Regions from separate parts of the Sus scrofa genome. Here region 1 is linked to region 2. The links are chromatin contacts, called in public targeted proximity ligation maps. All regions are on one chromosome and are shown on one strand. The core of a region is the stretch at or near the end of the contact, and the rest is flanking DNA. Distances in the headings are between cores, read along the strand shown. Region 1 holds the start of MICAL3 (F-actin-methionine sulfoxide oxidase MICAL3). Region 2 holds the start of BID (BH3 interacting domain death agonist).

What was found.
Region 1: a targeted proximity ligation map of alveolar macrophages shows a contact between it and region 2. A contact is called at or near these places in 1 of 47 Hi-C or Micro-C datasets (psoas muscle) and 2 of 2 datasets of targeted methods (alveolar macrophages and skeletal muscle).

The regions. Positions count from the first base shown.
Region 1 is chr5:70,131,670-70,134,571 of Sscrofa11.1, reverse strand. MICAL3 (F-actin-methionine sulfoxide oxidase MICAL3) reads left to right here and starts at 1,603. Exons shown (of 40, transcript XM_021092508.1): 1 at 1,603-1,795. It overlaps PEX26 (peroxisome assembly protein 26), which reads right to left and starts at 1,548. Exons shown (of 5, transcript XM_003126596.4): 1 at 722-1,548. The coding sequence starts at 936.
Region 2 is chr5:69,854,935-69,857,634 of Sscrofa11.1, reverse strand. BID (BH3 interacting domain death agonist) reads left to right here and starts at 1,287. Exons shown (of 5, transcript NM_001030535.1): 1 at 1,287-1,298. The coding sequence starts at 1,287. LOC110260761 (a long non-coding RNA gene) reads right to left here. Exons shown (of 2, transcript XR_002344150.1): 2 at 1-2,700.

The sequences.
Region 1 (2,902 bases), core at 354-2,853, 280 kb before region 2:
CTAAGAATTTGAAAGGTTATAGCCTCAGTACAGGCACAGGAACTCCACTACTGGCCTCCTAGCACCACCTACAGAGGCACCTCCAAGCACCCAAATCAAAGCCTTCAGCATTTATTCACCAACCCCCTGAACACACAGCCAGGGCTCCCCAATTCATTACTCCCTGGGGTCAGCTTTGACTACTCTACCCACCCCCTCCCTAGTGTGGCCTAAGCCAACCTTACAATCCACAGAGAAATTATGCCTTCAACTACCAGAGAGGACGGCAGCATTAGAAAAAGCAGCGCAAGACCAAGGTTTCTAATTCTTTGATCCGACCCTTCAATAGAACTGGAACACTACTCCTGCCCTGAACCCCATCCCCACTCATCAGCCAAAGTGAGAAGGGGACAACTCAGTGGAGGGTGTACCTTCGACAAGCCTCCCACCACCTGCTTACTGGAGCAACTGAACAATACAATCCTGTCTTCCCTTCATGTCATTCTGCCCTGGAACAGGGAGAAAGAATTGGCTGTGGGTTCCCACTAAGCCCTGTGACACGACTCAACTGCTTCCTCCTCAACGGGCAGTGCCTCCCCTTTCTCCTCAGAAAATGGGCACAAGGTCAGGCACCCCTGAGGAAAGCAAGGAGTAAGACTTCCGCCAACAATCGGAGGGCAAGAGTCCTGGGGACTGGTGCCCCTCCCACCGTCACCCGAAGGGAGCCGAGCCCAGCACGTACGCGCCCGCGGGCTCCTCCGCCAGGCCCTGCCACGCGCGTTCGCAGGTGCGGAGCGCCGCGGCAAAGTCCAGGTGCACCACCAGCAAGTCGGCCGCCTCCTCCAGCAGAAGTGCGGCTGCCGATGGGGCCGGGGAGGAGCGCACCGGCTCGCTGCTCCGCAGGGGGCCCCCAAGCCCCCTCAGGGGGGCTGCAGAGGTCGCGGGGTCACTCCTCATAGGCGGGCGCCGGGCGACCGCCCTCTGGGGGCTGCAGGGTGTCCGGTGCGGCCTGGGAGAAGAGAGGGTCCTCACAGCCTGGCCCACGAACCGCCCGAGGCCGCAGCCCGTAAAGGAAAGATTGGCGCGGCTGGGCTTGTCTGCGGCTCCAGCGAGGGACAGCCTGGCACCCTCGGATATGCAGAGCACTGCGTCCCTGGAGACGCAGCCTCACGACAAGGACTGGAACCCCCGAGCCCGGGAAGGAGTCTGCCCCGACCCTCTCCAGGGGCTGAGCCGCCGCCAGCGGCGCGGGAACGTGGGCGCCGACAGCTTCGCTGCGCGCGCAGAGCGGCGCCCGGCGGCGCGGGACACTCTGGGAGTTGTAGTCTTGCTCCTGGAGCGGCCCCGCTCCGGGGCGCAGATGGGGGGCTTCGGACTACAAGCCCCGGCATACGGCGCCCCAGAAGCCGTCACAGTCGGAGGAAGCCAGCCGACCCAAGCCGCGGGCTGTGGGAGGTGAGGTGGGTACTTGTTGCGGGCCGAGGCTCTGGCCTCCGGCTTCTCTAGCTCCTGGATTCTGTAGGGACACGGCTCCGGCGGCGAGCAGGAGAGGGCGTCTGTGAACCGCCTCCTCCCGGGCCCCGCCCAGCACCCGTCAGTCCTTCCTTCTTTTGTTTTGCTGCCGGTCCCACAACTGGCAGGTGGCAAAAACACAGCCAGCCAAGGGCAGGAGCTTGGCCACCGCGCTCTGCCGGATGGGCTGTGTCCGCTTGTGTCCAGGGATCCACACTGAGCCTCCGTGTCTTATGCCAGATAGATATTCCGTGAAAAAGCCGTACAGTGTGTAATGCAGTTTACAGTAAAGGACTGAGTCAGAGTAAGTATTCAATACGTCCTGGCTTTAATAGTAATTATTAAGTAATTTTACACAGATACAGAAGTTACATTTATTATTATATTCTGTGCTTCACTCAGGCTTTGAAGAGCCTCCTAGGTTTGTGCTAAGCCCTGAGCTTCAGTTCCTCCCAGTTCCCTACCATTTGCACTCTCTCCAAAACGTTGCCCTTGTGATTAAATCGGACAGGCCAGGCACAGGGTCAGCACCTGCCTGCCTCAGCATCCCCTTCCATGGTCACCAGCCAGGGCCTTCCACCCTCTGCAAAAAGTCCTCCTGGAAAGCTGAGGCAGAAGCACAAAATCCATCAGACTCTGGGGATGAGAAGTGTGGACCCCATAATGGCATAAGGTGATAAAGCCAGGACTTCACTTTTTCCGTGGATATTTAACACCTACTAAGTGCCAGCCTTGTTCTAAACACTGAGGATCCCACATGAACGAAGGAGACAAAAATGTCCTCCTTTGTGGAGCTTCCATCATAGTGAAAGAGGGGAGCAAAATTAAAAATAAATACAGTGGTATGTCAGATGGTGATAAATGCTTAAAGAGAACTTGGATGTGACAACAGTGACTACGTTTAACTTTGTTTTCTAGCAGTAAATCCAGGGTTGAAGTAGAGCAGAGAGAAAATGTGCTTTTCATGCTCAGAACTAGCCTCCATTGGTGAAATCACTGCCCTTGGGACCAACACATACTTGATGTCCACCCTAAGTCCCCCTTTCTCTCCAGGCAATATTCTTCCCACAGAGCAAACTCCACTCTGGAAAGTGAATTAGTTCAAGGCTGAATTTATCAAAATGTTTTATCTGTTCTGCCTCAGATTTGACAGCCAATAATGAAGATCATTAGTAATAGCATAATTACTGGACTGTAAACAAACAAAAAACTGTTTCTCAGAATTGGCTTATAAGTCTCCCCTGAAAAATCAGAAAAGCAGTAGTAGCGTCAGAATACAGACCTGACCAGGCCTGGGCCAGTTGAGACTGGCAGGACCAGGCCTCTGCCTCCAGGAGCACCACTTCCAAGCTTTTGCTGCCAGAAAAAGGCCCCTTCCTTAATCCTAGAGAAGGTTCTTGCTCTGCCCAGG
Region 2 (2,700 bases), core at 38-2,537:
AGTCTGAGAATGCAGGTACGACAAAACTACGAGGACTAACCTCCCAGGGGCGGCTTGGGGTACAGGGCCACTGAAGCTGGGTGAGCACCCCCCACCCACCCTTGGCACCACCCTGGCCTTGCCGCCTGCCCTCAGTGGGAACCTTACCCTTTCCACGGAGATGAGCTGGTTGTTTTTACCTCTTGTGTGTTTAGGAACCATATGGAATTGCCGTGTTTGGCTGTTTTTGCCCTACAAAGTGACTGATTCACTTGCCTTAGCCTAATACTGTGGGAACACACGGATGCAGGTGTATGATTATTCTGGTGAGACTGCTCTGCAGAAACTTGTCTAGTCTGTCTGGACATCTCTCCTAATGCAAACAGAGCTCTCATTCTTTTCTCTGTTTTTTTTTTTTTTTTTTTTTTTTAAGGGCTGCACCCACAGCTTATGGAAGTTCCAAGCTAGGGGTCAAATCAGAACTGCAGCTGCCGTCCTATACCACAGCTACAACAACGTGGGATCCGAGCTGTGTCTGTGACCTACACCGCTTGCGTCAACACTGGATCCTTAACCTGAGCGAGACCAGGGATCATACCCGCATCCTCATGGATACCAGTCAGATTCGTTTCTTTCTTCTCTGTTCCTTTTTAAACTTAGATTCCACTGGGTCTGCTCAGTTGTTTGGGTTATTTAATGTGGAATTATGTGCCACATGGGAGCTGTAATCGTTGTGTAGCTATCAAATACACATTCTTTTTCTTTATACACATCTGACTAGAGCTCTATGAGAAGACTGATCTTCTCTACCCTTGAAGCCCATGGCCTGGGAGCTGGCCTGCCTGGCTGCGTCTAGTCCCGTCCACGGACACTGCCTGGCCCTCAGTAGCTGTGAGGCTGAGTCACAGGTCCCTGCTCTGGGGCTGTAGCTGAAGGGACAGTGTACTTGTCGAGGGGAGGGTGGTATGGGGCCATGGTAAGAACAGCAGATCCCTGACAGTGTCTAGGCGTTAACCACGGGGGAAACCCAGTGCTGTTAAGTACTTATGGAGAAAGAGCCCATAAGCCCAACTGCCCCCCTGGGCCTGAAGAGTGAGCTCGAGGTGGGAGCCTTGGCCCCTGAGGCTGGGGAGTCTCCGTCTCAGTAAAGAGGAGTGCATGCTATTGGGATGAGCAGCAGAGCCCGGGCCCAGATGGCTCCCTGTTTCCTGGGGGATCCTGGGGCTGTCCCTGCAGGGCCAGCACCATCCTGTGTGTTCTCTTCCAGGCTGCTGACTTGGACCCCTGTGAGCCGGAGCGTGTGGGCCATGGATTCTAAGGTCAGATGGTGCGGTTGTCCTGGAAGAAGGCTTTGGGGACACGGGTGGCTGAGGCCTTGCAGAAGGAGCCTCACATCCATAGCGGGGGATGACGATGACAAGCTTGTGGCATCTCCCCACCTCCTCCTGCACCTATACCTGGCCACCCCCTGGATAGGCCAGGAGACTTTCCTAAGCTTGGTGCCTGCTCTGTGAGTCCTGAGCAGCAAGCAGCCCCGTACCTGCAAGGGCCTCAGTCTGGACTTTACCAGCGTCCTTCTCAGGAGGTGGGGACCCTGGTGGCCAAGGGTCTCAGATGTCATGAGCTCTAGCGAAACATCCGGTCTTGAACAGAAGAGATTTCAGGAGCTGCCCTAGTGGGAACAGGCCAGTCCTCAGGGCTGAAATGCCATTTGGTGCCCCTGCCCTGTGCCCTCCTGGCAGGACCCCTGCTGCCTTCCCTGGTCCTGTTTCCTGATGACTTGTCAGTGAGGAAGGAGGACAGGATTGCTCCCAGGGCTTCTCTTTTCCTTTCTTTTCCTTCAAGCTGAGAAACCCGAGACAGGAGTGTCCATAGTTGTAGTTGCTGGTGAGACATCTATTTCCTCTTCCCCTCCCTGCAACAGAATTGTCATCCTGCTATCAATTTTTCTGACTTTGAAATTTTTTTCCAGTTTTTAAAAATTAGTAAAAATATACATTGGCACGACATTTACTGTTTTAGCCTGTTTTAAGTGTTCAGCTTAGTGGCATTCAGCACTGTACCCCTGGCCCCATCACTCCACTTTCTTTCTCTGGGAATTCGACACTTCAGGGACCACACAGGTGCTAGGGCTTGTGTAGTGTGTGTCCTCTTATGTCTGGCATATTTCACTGAGCATAATGTCTCAGGTTTGGGTTTATTACTGTTGCTTGGCACTAATTTCACAGGCTTTGAGCACTAAGATTCTTATCACAAAGCTTTCCACTGTTTTCTCTGCACTGGGACTGATTTATAGCGCAAGTTATTTTCCCTCCTATAGATCAGCTCTGTAATATGTCCAGAAAGATTGCCTAAGGCTTTTTTTTTTTTTTTTTTGTCTTTTGAGGGCCGCATCCATGGCATGTGGAAGTTCTCAGACTAGGAGTTGAATCAGCTGTAGCCCCCGGCCTACCCCACAGCCACAGCAACATCAGATCTGAGCTGCATCTGTGACTACAGCATAGCTCATAGCAACGCAGGATCCTTAACTCACTGAGCAAGGCCAGGAATCAACCTGCATCCTCATGGATGCTAGCCAGATTCATTTCTGCTGAGCCATGACAGGAACTCCACAACTGCCAAAGTCTTGATCCTTTCTCTTTACATAAATTTTTTGCTTGTGCCCACGCTATATGGAAGTTCCCAGGTCAGGGATTGAATCCAAGCTGCAGCTGCAGCATA